Linked DNA regions of Mus musculus: region 2 is linked to region 1. Evidence: chromatin contacts called from public Hi-C data. All regions are on one chromosome and are shown on one strand. Each heading gives the region's core, a stretch centred on a gene start, on an enhancer-like site or on the middle of the called end of the contact. The rest is flanking DNA. Distances are from core to core; before and after follow the strand shown. Region 1 has its middle 15 kb from the start of Gm47715. Region 2 overlaps Gm51762 (a long non-coding RNA gene).

The links. A called contact is a pair of places that touch in the nucleus more often than the background predicts.
Region 2: a Hi-C map of epidermal suprabasal cells shows a contact between it and region 1, with 1.5 times the contacts expected there. The contact joins two enhancer-like sites. A contact is called at or near these places in 8 of 484 Hi-C or Micro-C datasets (the C2C12 cell line, the G1E-ER4 cell line, bone marrow-derived macrophages and 3 more), 4 of 115 datasets of contacts at active chromatin or transcription factors (the SCID.adh cell line, acute myeloid leukemia, embryonic fibroblasts and 1 more) and 1 of 9 other capture datasets (embryonic stem cells).

What each region holds. Positions count from the first base shown.
Region 1 is chr10:24,981,390-24,988,059 of GRCm38.p6, forward strand. No RefSeq gene overlaps it. Among named protein-coding and RNA genes, the nearest start is that of Gm47715, 15 kb to the right of the region's middle. Within about 2 kb of position 3,577, at least 12 of the 459 cell types and tissues checked have an H3K27ac peak or open chromatin away from gene starts, as enhancers often do. A contact at or near this core is called in epidermal suprabasal cells, where this site is marked.
Region 2 is chr10:25,122,301-25,128,970 of GRCm38.p6, forward strand. Gm51762 (a long non-coding RNA gene) reads left to right here. Exons shown (of 2, transcript XR_003948858.1): 2 at 5,487-6,670. Among named protein-coding and RNA genes, the nearest start is that of Gm36313, 29 kb to the right of the region's middle. Within about 2 kb of position 3,246, at least 21 of the 459 cell types and tissues checked have an H3K27ac peak or open chromatin away from gene starts, as enhancers often do. A contact at or near this core is called in epidermal suprabasal cells, where this site is marked.

The DNA.
Region 1 (6,670 bases), core at 2,327-4,826:
AACACAAGTAACTTCGCCTGAAAGAAACTGAAGAGACAAGCACATTGATCAGACTACGTCACACCGGGGACTCGTTTACATCAGTTATCTGCAACTCCAGGGCTCTCTGGGTTTGAAAGGCCATTGAGACAAAGTGAAAGGAACACAGGAGCCACACTGTTGTACATCGTTATTATGTCTCTGTACTTTACAATAAGTTTCTCTTTCCTAAGCACAATGTATCCTGCAAATTGTGTTTTTCAGCTTATGCGGAACCTGTAACCCCACGATGTATGGGGTTACAAATTATACACATTTTATATATGTAACACCACACCTTTGCCTTACTAAACTCCTGAACACCTGTGATGATTCCCCATCCACAGGACGTATTCTCATGCTTGTCTACCTGACAATCAGCCTTGAGCTCTTAGTCTTCCACTCTTCTGTCTAAGTGCTAATAACCAACTATCTCAACAGCCATTTTCTATTAGCCCTAACTCACAAAAAGCCAGTAAGGGGATGCTCTTTGAAACCCCGACAAAGGGAGAAGCAGTCATTCTAGCCAGTCCCTTGTGCACTTCTAAATATAGCTTGCTTTGATCGGCCAGTCATGGAAATGGCTTTTCTCATATCTAACAGTGAGGCTATGCAGATGAACTCCTTTTAGAACAGTATTTGCAGGGTTAGGGTTTGATGCCTGGATGGTGTTTGTCAGCTCTGTAGAAATCTGCTGGGACAGACAAAAACTAGGGACAGAGGTAAAATTAAGGAGCTTAGGCGGAATCTTTATTTGCTACTTCAGGTCTGTCTTTCCCCCTCCCCCCAGCATATCTGGAAGACAAAATGTGGGGAGATGTTTTGTGTACTCTGTATTCTGTACCCAGAGATTTGATTGTGGCTCAGACTTCTTTTTTACTGTCGTTATTATGAAGCAGCTCCTAATTCGGTATTTTGTAAAACATTGTTCTCCATCACCTGATTGGTCAAATAAAGAATTGAACAGCCTATAACTGTGCAGGAGAGCAGAAGATGAGACATTCATACCCAGAGAAAAGGAGAGGGTCTCAGGTGGAAACCATAGAAATCTCAATCAGGGAGTCACCATTGGATATGAATGAAGGAGGTGCCTGGCACAACTACAATGGCGGGTAATGGGCCATGTGGCTGGAAAACTGGCCAGGCCAATATCGCGAGCTTAGATAAGCTTGGAATCTGCCCAGCTATAAAGCCTCCATCTTGTTAATAAATATAAAGCTCTCCATGTCATTATTTCAGAGCAAGTCGGGCATAGAAAAACCCCTGTTTTTCAACAAAGAGAATACAAACCCAACTGGAGGCAAAGAGGTCCAGTTGACCTGTGGCAGATAGATGCAAGCTGCAACTCCCTGGAGCTCACATGACACCTTTAGAGTTGATGCAAGATAAAGGTTTTAGAACCATGAGCTTACTATTGTCTATAATCTGCATTGAAATTCTCATTGTAGAAAAATCAGTTAAGTGTCCCTGACATCTTAGGCAGACACATGCCTTTGGATCATAGCAGCAAGGAAGCCTGGGCAGTTACTAACATGATGCACACATGAACATCCATCAGTAGTAAGAGAGATTTCCTGGAGGAAAGAGAACCAAGGGGAAAAGAACCCAAAAGATGGTTCTGGAAGAAACTCATGAACACTCTTCCCTCTGCCCAAGGACTAGATAGATAGAGATTGGACAGAAATGCTTTCAGCACAAGAAGCGCTTTTAAGTCTACCTTTAGAAAGCAACCAAGAACTGCAATTTTTTGAGCCTGTGACTATGATAATTTTTAAAGGAAGTTTAGTAGCCAATGCTTTATCAAAGCCAGACTAAAAGCTTAACAGAACTCCTTTGATTAATACCTACAAACTCTGAACTTTTGCAGTCTTACCATTATGTATGTCTGTCTCATTTTTTTCACATATGTTAAATCACTCCCTCAGAACCTCACAATTCACACACCTTAAATCACTTCCTCAGACCTTTAATTTTTTTACTTTTCCTTTTTTCTGGAAATATTCAGTCATTTACCACGAGACACAGAGACACAGGTGCTTGATTACTGAGAGCAGCCATCAGAAAGCTTTTTTTCCCCATTTTTTTTTAAAATAAAGAAATAGTAAAGGCAGGTTTTAAAATAACAATACTACTGTAGTCTGAGTTTCTTCTTTCATTGAACCTAGTTATGTAAGTTTACTGAGTTACCTCCATCTTCAGGAAGCCTGTCTGAAAGGTAGACCTGTCTGTGGGTTTGTCTTTCTCAGTGGGAGACTGAGTAGCTCTAAGAACAGTGAAGTGCACAGTACCTCAGATTAGAAGCCTTTAGAGGGCACTATGGATTTTGATTTGTACCCACAGGTAAGTAGATGTCAATGGGTAGCCATATGTCCTTTTGCCAGAGTCAAGGGAAGATAATGGAAGTGAATCCTTTTGACGTACAGAAACCTGTCTCACAGGATTCGGAGAAATGCTATTTATAGGTTTTTATCTCACTACCAGAAATCTTTCTACAGCACCAGTCTGAACAGAGCCTAGACTAATTTCTGGATATATGCACTGCCTTCCAGAATTTGGGGACCTAACAAATACACTTTTTAAATTTTAATCCTTCTTTTCATTTTTAATTTTCATTAATTAATTAATTTTTTAAACAAGCTCTTGAAAGAAAATTAAATTCAAGGTCCATGACTCATGCGGCTTGCTAGTTAGGAGGGCTTTTTGGGCCAAAGGCAAAGAACAAAGGCTGTTGCTGTTAAGTCATTCCAGGAACTGGCTAGCCATAAAGATAGGAGAAGACCTGCAAAGACATCCAGACAATCACAGCAGGGATGTCCGGACTACCGGACTATCTCAGCTGAGTCATAAGCCCCTGCCCCTCAGAATTGCTGTTACCTTACTCTGCACGTACAGTTTGCTGATGTTTAAACTGTCCAATTGTGTGAACCCACACCAATTCTTCCCCTACCCCCACTCTTTTCCTATATAAACCCCTAACTTTTGAGCCTCGTGGTCGACTCCTCTGTCTCCTGTGTGAGATACGTGTTGGCCTGGAGCTCCGTCATTAAACTACCTCATGTGTTTGCATCAAGGCGGTCTCTCGTGATTCCCTGGGTGTGCATGCCATCTCGGGACTTGTGAGTGGAGGTCTCCCCACTGAGGTCTTTTACTCTCTTACTGAGATCTGAGGCCAACCAACTGGGCTAGACTCTAATTAGCAAGCCCCAGGGCTGGCCACCATTCCCAGATATTTTAGGCAAGTGATCGGGATTAAGACTTGTGTAGCTAAACACTTTGCTAACTGAGTTTATGTACATACCCCCCCCCCCCCACACACACACTGTTTCTTGAAGATATCTTGGATGACTAAGTGATTGAGCTGGGCAGTAATGAGATTCTAGGCGTTAGAAGGCACTAACGAATTTGATGTTTCTCATACGGGCACACCTAGATGCCTTTGCACTAAAGCAATGCTTCTTACTCATTTGAATGAATCATCACTGCAGTGCCTCTGCCCTTCCCACTTGTTTTTGTTCATTTCTAGAGTCTGAAAACTAGGGTGGGAAACAGCTAGGAGTTCTCCTACCAGCAGCAGCACTAGCTTGTGAACAACAATGACTTGCTCCAGCCACATAGGCAAGCCTCCACCTCCATGACTCCCCGAATTGTTGGCAGCAGGCACAGCCAGTCTGACTCACAGTTTTCTTCATTCAGTTCCCCTTCACATTGTTGAAACCTAGAAACCTGTCTCGTTCTTTTCAAGCAAGTAGGTGCTATATTTAGAGGGCATTTGAGAATAGACATCATCATTGTAAATCACGAGTGTAGTTTGCCTCTGGTGTCTCCTTAACGGCAGTAGGGCTATTTTTGAGACCTGCACAAGGGATTTTGACATTGCATGAGAACACAGTAAGTGGAAGGAAATGTAAAAGATAGGACAAGCCGGTAACTGCATAGGGCCGATCATAAAAATCTCTCCAGAGACCCATGCTGCAGGACCTGGCTGAGTAGGAGGAAAAGCAGCCAAGTTCTGGATGCTGCAATTCTGTGGTACTATCTCACCTTTATTCACAGCAAACATCACAGCCTAATCAGTACACTTCACTGAAACCAAACAAGACTATTCCTCAGCATATGTCGTCTCCATTTCACTACAATAGAAGGCACACCAAACTTTAAAATGCTTTAAATTAAATGTGCAAGTCCTTTCAGTATCTTTAAAGGTAAGTGTCGACTTGTGGGGGGTTGATTAGGAATGGCTCCCATAGGCTCCCATATTGAATTCTTGGTTATTAGGGAGTGGAGCTACTTGATGGGAGCTTGGAGGCATGACCTCACTGGTGGAAGTGTGTCACTGGGGGGTGGGGTGGCATTTTAAATGCTCAAACCAGGCCCAGTGTCTCTCTTTTCTTGCTTCCTGTGGATCCAGATGTAGAACTATCAGCTACCTTTCCAGTCTGCCTGCATGCCGCCATGCTTCCCACCATGACTTTAGTGGACTAAACCTCTGAAACTGTAAACACACTCCAGTTAAATGTTTTCTCAGGAGTATAATATAGCTGAATTGTATTGTAGACATACACACACACACACACACACACACACACACACACAAACATGCACACACACACCATAAATATACATGTATATAAGTTTTTGATGATCCCCAGATTGATTTTCATAATTCTTAAATTATTTTACAGTGCCATCAGCAGTATAGAAGTGATCCCTTTTGTCTATATCTTTTCTGGGTTTGTTATTTATTTTCTCTATGACGTTATGAGGGTGTTTTTATTTCTGTGAAGTCTAAGCACTCCCCATTCAAAAGATTTAGAAGTGAACAGAGCCATGTCTATATGAAGCCAAATATTAACCACAGTACTGATATTTGTTTTACTACTCTGTGTTTTTTAAATTATGTACTTGTTATGTTTCTAAGGTATTGATTGAACTAGAAAAGCCTTTTCATTCTAATTTAAATTTTTAAATTGATTTAGACATGTAATTTTTCTCTATGGTTTTAGAGCTTTATTGTATAAAGACACAGAGAAAGAGAGAAGGTAGAAAGAGAGAGGCTGAGTCATCTATAGGATGGAACACAGGACCCTCAGTGGAGGAGCTAGAGAAAGTACTCAAGGAACTGAAGGGGTCTGCAACCCTATAGGTGGAACAAAAATATGAACTAACCAGTACCCCCCAGAGCTCGTGTCTCTAGCTGCATATGTAGCAGAAGATGGCCTAGTCGGCCATCATTGGGAAGAGAGGCCCCTAGGTCTTGCAAACTTTATGCCCCCGTACAGGGGAATGCCAGGGCCAAGAAGTAGGAGTGGGTGGGTAGGGTAGCGGACGGGGGGGGGTGGTGGGGAGGGAATAAGGAACTTTTGGGAAAGCATTTGAAATGTAAATAAAGAAAATATCTATTAAAAAATAAAATAAAAGAAAAAAGAAAGAAAGAAAGAGAGAGAGAGAGAGAGAGAGAGAGAGAGACCGGCCATGGCCACGTGGAGAGAGTGGGGAAGGGAAAGAGAGAAGGAGGGCTAGAGACGAGGGTAAGAAAGGTAAAAGCTTAAAGAGTAGACATGTAATTTTAAAGTCAAAATTTAAGTTTACACTTCCAGTATAGTTAACAATATTTGTTTTTCTAATTTAAGTACTTATATTTCAAAGTACCAAGTTTTCTTAGTTAAGCCATAAACTTTGATACATTTTTAAAATAAATTCCATATGTATGTATATAAATGTATACATATAAAATTTATAAAATGTATAACATTTATAAATGAATAGAAAGTGTTTTATGACATTCCACTGTGTTCTCAAATGAGCCCAAACACCAGCTAAATCTATTGTATTTCCTAATCTAAATTCCTTACAGAGGAATTTCCTCTTGCCCTAATTTACTATGAGCTATTCTTATGCTTTCTATCATGGGATTTGACTTTTGACTAAGTTCTCTTTAAGAGAGCTATGATTGGTCACAGCCAGGGGCATGGAAAACTCTCTCACTCTCTCTCTCTCTCTCTCTCTCTCTCTCTCTCTCTCTCTCTCTCTCTCTCTGTGTGTGTGTGTGTGTGTGTGTGTGTGTGTGTGTGATTCTCCCTGAAGAAAGGTGAACAGAGGCTGCTAATTCTCAGCAGCAGAACCAAGCTCAGTGACTCCCAGGCAGAAGAGCATTGGCCTGAAAGACTCCCCTCGCTGTCAGCGCAGGGCAGTGAGTCCAATGCCCACACATCTATGCTTTCCTGCATTGAGTGTCTTGCTTCCCCAGGTCTATGTACAAAGTAGCCCTGGAAGGGATGCTTCCATAAGAGAAGATAAGCAAAGAAGGGACTGAAAACCTAGAGATGGGACAGGAAATAAAGATCTGTTGTTAGAATCAGAGTGTGGACAGTGATGCCTGCTGTGAGGAAAAGTCTGGACTCACTCATTATCACTCCCTAATCTATTTCCACTTTTTTCTTTTTAAGTTGTTTCTCTTCTTAAAATATAATTACATCATTCCCCACTTCTGTTTCCTCTTTGCAATTCCTCCTACATTGCCTTCTCTATCCATGCTCTTTTTTCTGTTATTCTCTCTCTCTCTCTCTCTCTCTCTCTCTCTCTCTCTCTCTCTCTCTCTGTCCCCCCTCCTTCTCTGTCTCCCTCTTCCTATCCCTCTCACTCTCACACACTC
Region 2 (6,670 bases), core at 1,996-4,495, 140 kb after region 1:
ACTCTGAATTGGCTTGTAGAATCTATGACTCCTCTCCTGCAAAAGCGAGCATAGAAATCAGAAATCTCCTTCCTCAAGCAAAGCCGTATTACCTAGCAGGTCACTCTCCAGCCTCATTCCTTCTCTCCTGAGAAGCCTCAGGCGGTGGAGCATTGGGAGAAGGGGTGTCCTAGAGAGAGACAGGAAAGAGCCTGTGCGAACACACCTCCACTCCTTTGTTTATGGCCAGTAGGCCACACCCCATCTTATCCAGCAATGTTTCTCCAAACCCCGACTCATATCACCAGTCTTCACAGAAAATACATTTCCTCCTGCATCTTTGGGTCATTGTTTAAAACTCGAGTGTCACATAAGGCTATGCTTAGATATATTTGTTTGTCTGTCTAGTGTTATGGGGATAAGAAGCCATGAAAATTCTGATGAACAAGGAGAGGACACTAAGTTTTCTCCCCTTCCAAATATTTTCTCTTTTCTGTGGTCTGACTGTTGATGTCTTTAGCTCATTTCTCATGAGTGTACACATGGGACAGAAACTTTTTTAAATACATCCCTGTTTGATGCAAACTACAGGCACTTCATCCTGCTTATTTCCCTGTCTGTCTCCTGATATTTTTTCAATATTTTTCTTTGTCATACTGAAGTTTTTAATTTCTGGGTAAAAAAATTCTTTCTAGAATCATATATAACATCATTTCTTTCTTGAATTATATATGACATCATTTCTCCTGCTTAATAAGTTTAACTCTACTCCAAAGATGCTACATTCTGTTTTTTTTTCCAAGAATGGTTTTCTACACTGTCTAGTCTTCAACTATGTTTTCCAGAATCACTGTCTGTATGCTCTGCACACAGATCTAACCACTAAATGTCCCTGGATTGCTTAGAGGTGATGGAGGTGATGATTATTATTGTTGGTCTCAGATTTTATTTTGGTTTGGTTTTGCAGTTTTGATTTGTCCTGCCAAAGGGGAAATGAATCTGAGAATTTAAGGTCACCTTCCCTTTCCCAAAGGTCTAGAGAGAGGAAAGCACAGAAATCAGGGCCAGCAAACCCACAGCAGGGGGGCTCTGTTACTCATCACATCCATACATATATCCAAATGTATTATGTATGTGTAGGTATGCACTATCTTAGCAGAGGACCCAAGGTTAGTTCCCAACATCCACATCGGGTAGCTCATAAGCATAAATAATGCCAGATCTAGGGAATCCTACACCTCTGGCCTCCTCATGTGCCTGGACTCACACATGCCCAGGCACACACACATACATACAGTTTTTCAATGATAAAAATAAATCTTAAGCTGGACGTTGGTGGCACACACCTTTAATCCCATCACCTGGGAGGTAGAGGCAGGTGGATTTCTGAGTTCTAGGCCAGCCTGGTCTACAGAGTGAGTTCTAAGACAGCCAGGGCTACACAGAGAAACCCTGTCTCCGAAAAAAAAAAATCTTTAATAATGGGTATGTGGAGACACACTTTTAATCCCTACACTAGGAAGCAAAATCAGATAGATTTCTGTAAGTTTAATCCAGCTTGGTCTGCATAGCAAGTTCCAAGACAGAGCTAGAGAGTAAGGCCCTGTCCAAGAAAAAAAGAGACAGACAGACCGAGGAGTTTTATACTTTCTTCAAATCACCCAATAGTTCTTTCTTCTTAGTCTGATGCTGTCCTTGTTACAGAAAGTGACTCTGTGTACATCATATTCTCTCTTCCATGTTGTTCATCTGAACCAAAGCACAAGACCGCTGAGGGGGAAAGACTGAAGGCTGGGGCAGCACAGACAACCTGCTTATTGTCTTCTAGTCCTGCTTAGTCCCTCGCCTGAATTAACCAGGAGAAACTCTCTGTACCAGGTGCCTAGGGGTCACCGGTGTGGAGTAAGTCCCTCACAGGTGTGCAGTGGTGTGGTGTAAGAACCTCACAGGTGTGCAGTGGTGAGGACTCATCCATTTCTCCGTTGCTTTCCCACATGCATATATGTCACTGTTGAGGGCCAAATATTGCTGGTGATGCTCTCAGCTCGCCACCAGGATCTTCCAATCTGTCTTTGTAGTCTTCTCAGGGAATCTAGGCGCCCCGGCAGATTGAAGGCAGAATGGTTGGGCATTACTTCCAAGAAAGCCAGTCAGTAGGGGCCTTTGTCCCTCCTCATTTGGGGAGCACAAAGTTACCCCAGGCAGCGCATTGGCCTCTCCTCTGCCTAGCCATTGCTTGCATGCCAGCTCCACGTTGCAGAAGCCGAGTCAGACATGGCAGCAGGAGCATTCCAACTACTCTTGCCCCGCCTTGACCATAGCCAAAGCTGGTCACATGATCAGCTGCTTTGTTGTGGAAACATTGCAGGCTGAAAATGTTGAGAAAGTTGCAAAGAACATAAGACTGAGTTCTCATAGGCTCTCCTGTGGGTTTTATTTTCTATATTAGCTTTTCCTTCAAGTACATTTTAATTCAAGACAATAATATGAAATAAACTTGAGAAATGAAGGGATCCTCTTTTGAACTTGTTCAACAGTGACATGATTCAGTCTCGGGGGAAGTCTGGGAGAGAGACTTGAAAATAAACTAGAATAGGCACAAACATAAAACATGAAAGAAACTACACTAGGGAGGGTGTGGGGTTGTGCACTGAATATGGGCTAAGGCATCATAGGCATGAAATTATATTTCTGAACCAAAATTAAAAATAAAAACTATGTATCCAGAAACTGGAGCCTTCTCATGGGCTAACTAATGTTTTGACTCATTCCAAATAAGATCGTTCGAAGTCCAAACATTTGTTGATACACCCTTGAACAGTAGAAGATACACAGACTTAGGCTTAGGATTTGATACAATGAGGTAGAAGTGGGAGGAATTAATGCTTATGTTTATACTGACAATGAAAGTAAGAGACAGGAGACCAAGACGGCACGTTTCTGTATGTCACTTGGGAGTATCATTCAGTAAATAACCCATCATGGTCACATGGGCTTGGAAGTAGATCTGATTAAAACTGTATTAAAAGGCCCTCACTGCTTTCACATTATCTGTGGGGAAAGTCGAATGCAAAGAAACAAGTATACACCTGTGCAGAAGCCCTGAGAATTAAAATAATTGGATGAGGTAGATATGCAGCTGTAACCATATCTTCATAATCACAAATTAAAATTTAGAGGCATTTCAAAGATAAGGCTGCAAACATCTTTACAAAGTCGTGACTATGCACATGCCCATAATTACAATGCCAAGAACTAGAATTTCAAGACCAGCTTTGGGTACAGTGAGCCTGAAGCCAACCTGTGTGCTGTATGACCTCATCAAAACTTAGAGACTGGAAAGATGAAGCCATGGTTAAAAGCACTTGCTGTTCTACCAGAGGGCTGGAGTTCAATTCCCACCACAGTGGCTCACAAAGTGGAGTGGAGTGTCTCTCCAATTCCAGGGGTTCTGATAGTCTCTCCCAGCCTCGTTAAGCAACAGGCATACATGCACGTGCTGTACAGATATACATGCAGGCAAAACACCAAGACACATAAAATACATTCTAAACCCACCAAAGCTTAATAGATTAAAGGTAAAGCCATGGTTATCAGGTTGATTTGTAGAATCTGTCAACCTACATCTTTCATACTAATTGTCATAATAGCATGGAGATGCTCGTAGACAAACTCTTACATAAGGAAGCTAGAAAGATCTGAATGCTAATGAGTCTCAATAGAACTCATTAGAATATGATTGTGTTTATGTTATTACTGTATATCTTGCTAAGGAGACTTTCTACCAATGTAAGGCAGTGGTTTAAAAAAAAAATCCTGGATTCAGATCATGGGTCTGCCTCATGTAACATGTGAGCTAGATAAACTTTTGAACTATAAACCTCCATTTCAAAATCAGTAAGTGTGTCACAATGAGGAGGAAAAAAGTCTGATGGCAACATATGCAAAGTACTTACGTGGTCTCTTGAAATATGGAACTGTTACTATTTAGCTGTGCAATCCAGCCAGCAACTTTAACAGCCATTTTTTTAGGCCTTAGAGTGTTAAGCTAATAATACACACTTGTAAAAGTTAACTTTATTCTTATCTGGGTTGAACTGCTGAACTCTTTCTCCCTTCCTCCCCACACCAACTGGTCTACTCGTTTACTTTACTAATGTTGGGTTCAGGGTGGAAGCTGAAAAAGTTCATTTCAGAGATGGAAGCTTAAATATGAAAACTTTATTTTCTGAGCTCTCAGGGAGGCAGCCAGTTCTGGATCTGAACATTTTTAAAGGAAGGGAACACAAAGAGATGGGTGAACTGCAGTGTTATCCAATTGTATTTTGACATTATGGATTAAGCAAGGGAGAACCTGTTGGAGACTGGGCCGTATCCAGGGCACCTGGCTCAAGGTCCTTAACTCATTCTCCTTGACTGTAGGTCTGGAGCTCAGAGTGATAAGAGGACAAAGCAGTGGGTCAACTGCATGTAGTTAATTAGGGCATAACAGGAAATTAGTATATATATTTTTATAATGTATGCACCTTGGCTTAGATAACAGCAATGTCTATATTCTTTACTAATTTAACAGACAATTAAGAAAACATGGAGAAGTTGGGTAGGTGTTTGTCCCTAGGCTGGGAACATAATCTTGTTTGACCCTGCCAGCAGTCTGAAGAGGTTGTCCTTGAGATGGCTGGACTAGACAACTGTTTACAATAGAAGCTGTTCAGTTAAAGGGAAGTCCCCAGCTCCCCTATGCCTGGGACCCTGAATTTCATTTCTTTTTATGATTAAACAGAGTCTGAAAACAAAATGGTAGCATTTACAAGAAGTTTCTTTTGCTTGTTCCTAACACTTATTTATCTAAATATTAGAAATTTCCATTAAAAATGTTTAAATTTAGTTTCCCTAAGGATTATGTAAGAATGTGAAAGCTAACAGAAGAAAATAACCCGAAAAAGTAATGAGAAGGCAGGAAATTGGAATAAACCCATGAGCTTGAAGTACTTATTCCCAGAATAAATATTTGCCTTACATCTTGCAATATTGCTCTAAATGATTATAAATGTCAATTTATTTGGAAACTAAGTTGCCTAGAATTTAGATCAACAAGTTAAATTCATAAGTAAATACGCTCCTTCAGCAATTTGAAGCGGCAGCTAAAGAGTAATTGGGAAATCACAGAGAATTATAGAATTATGCTACATTTGTTAAATCTAGTGGATCTGGCAGATAACTATTTACCTCTGAAATTGCTTTCTGGGAAGTGAAAAGAACAGAGGGGACATGTACAAAAATCAAATCAGGTTTGGTTAAGAGCTTTTCCAAGGGCAATGAACTTCTATTCAGAAAGCGATGCACGGTTATCTCAGAGCCACGACTCCCAGTATCTGAAATAATGTGATTTGGAAACAAAAGGTCTCAGACTTTTCTCTGAGTGAAGCTTTCTAAGGCTCCTTCCATCCATGTCCCAGGATTCAAATGAGCCCATCTATGATGTTTTCTTCTCTTTGCCTTCTCAGAGCTTGGAACGTAGAGAAAAGGCAGTCAGGGGAAGCCTGGAGGAGGACTCTATCTCCTGTTCCTGCTACCCACGAGTCTTTGCTGCCTCCACAGAACAACGTCTAACCTTTTCTCACCCCCAAAGACACTGACCAAGGCATTTCTGGGGCTCCTCAAACTCCAGCCCCCACCCTCCCAGCTAGTCCTCCACTCCACCACTGCAATTCCAGGGGGAGTGTTTGCTTCCACTCTCGACACTACACACTTGTTCTCTAGTTGATGATAAAGGCACCATCACACAAGCCAACTATGAAATGAAGCAGTGGTCCAACTGTCAAAAACTAAAGAAAGGTCTAATAACTGTCTCAGAAGAAAACATTTTCAAAAGCAACGTGAAATGAGTCATCTCATCTTATAAATTATAAGGAATATCGTGGAGGGTGTGGGGACACCTACAGAGACCAGAAGAAGGTCAGATACCCTGGAACTGAAGTTACAGGTAGTTAGGAGCTAAGAACTAGACTCGGGTCTCTAGAAGAACAAGAAGCACTTTTAGCCACTAAGTCATCCGTCCAGCTCCCATCTCAACTTTTATGGCTTCTCTGACAGAGACGCCAGAACACAAGCAAACGTCTAATAAAATTTCTTCAGTCAACAAATTTCCACTGTCTAGCCCTATTCTGAGAAAAGCCTCAGGAGTTGGCTAATCCCATCTCCCCTCAGTGGCTCTTCCTGTTACCCCTCTATTGTGCAACAGTTTTCTCGGAAACTGAAACATTCCAATCTGCAAAGAAACTCCTTAAGCAGAAGACTCTGAGTCCAGACCAGCTGCGTGGAAAACGTGGAAACCCACAGGCTGTGCAGTGTGCTCCAGGCTCCCAGCTTCGTGAGCTGTCCCCCACTGCTGGCGTGGATTTGGGTAATGCAGCTGTCTTTGAGTCATTTCTGCTTCTGTAAGTAACCCCACTAAAACTCATGATTCATCAAGTTGAACTTCACTGGTATCCATACTGTGATCTGTCCTTGGCTCTCTCTGGGTTGAGTGCATGTGTATGCTGTGTCACCCTAGGAAGACTTTTGTCACACACTCTCCTACTGTTGAACTTCAGATCACTGCTTCATTCACCACCACCTCGACCGCCTCACCAATTCTGGGTAATTCTAGGCTCCTAAGTCTGTTTTATCTGAGATTGCCCCCCAGGAG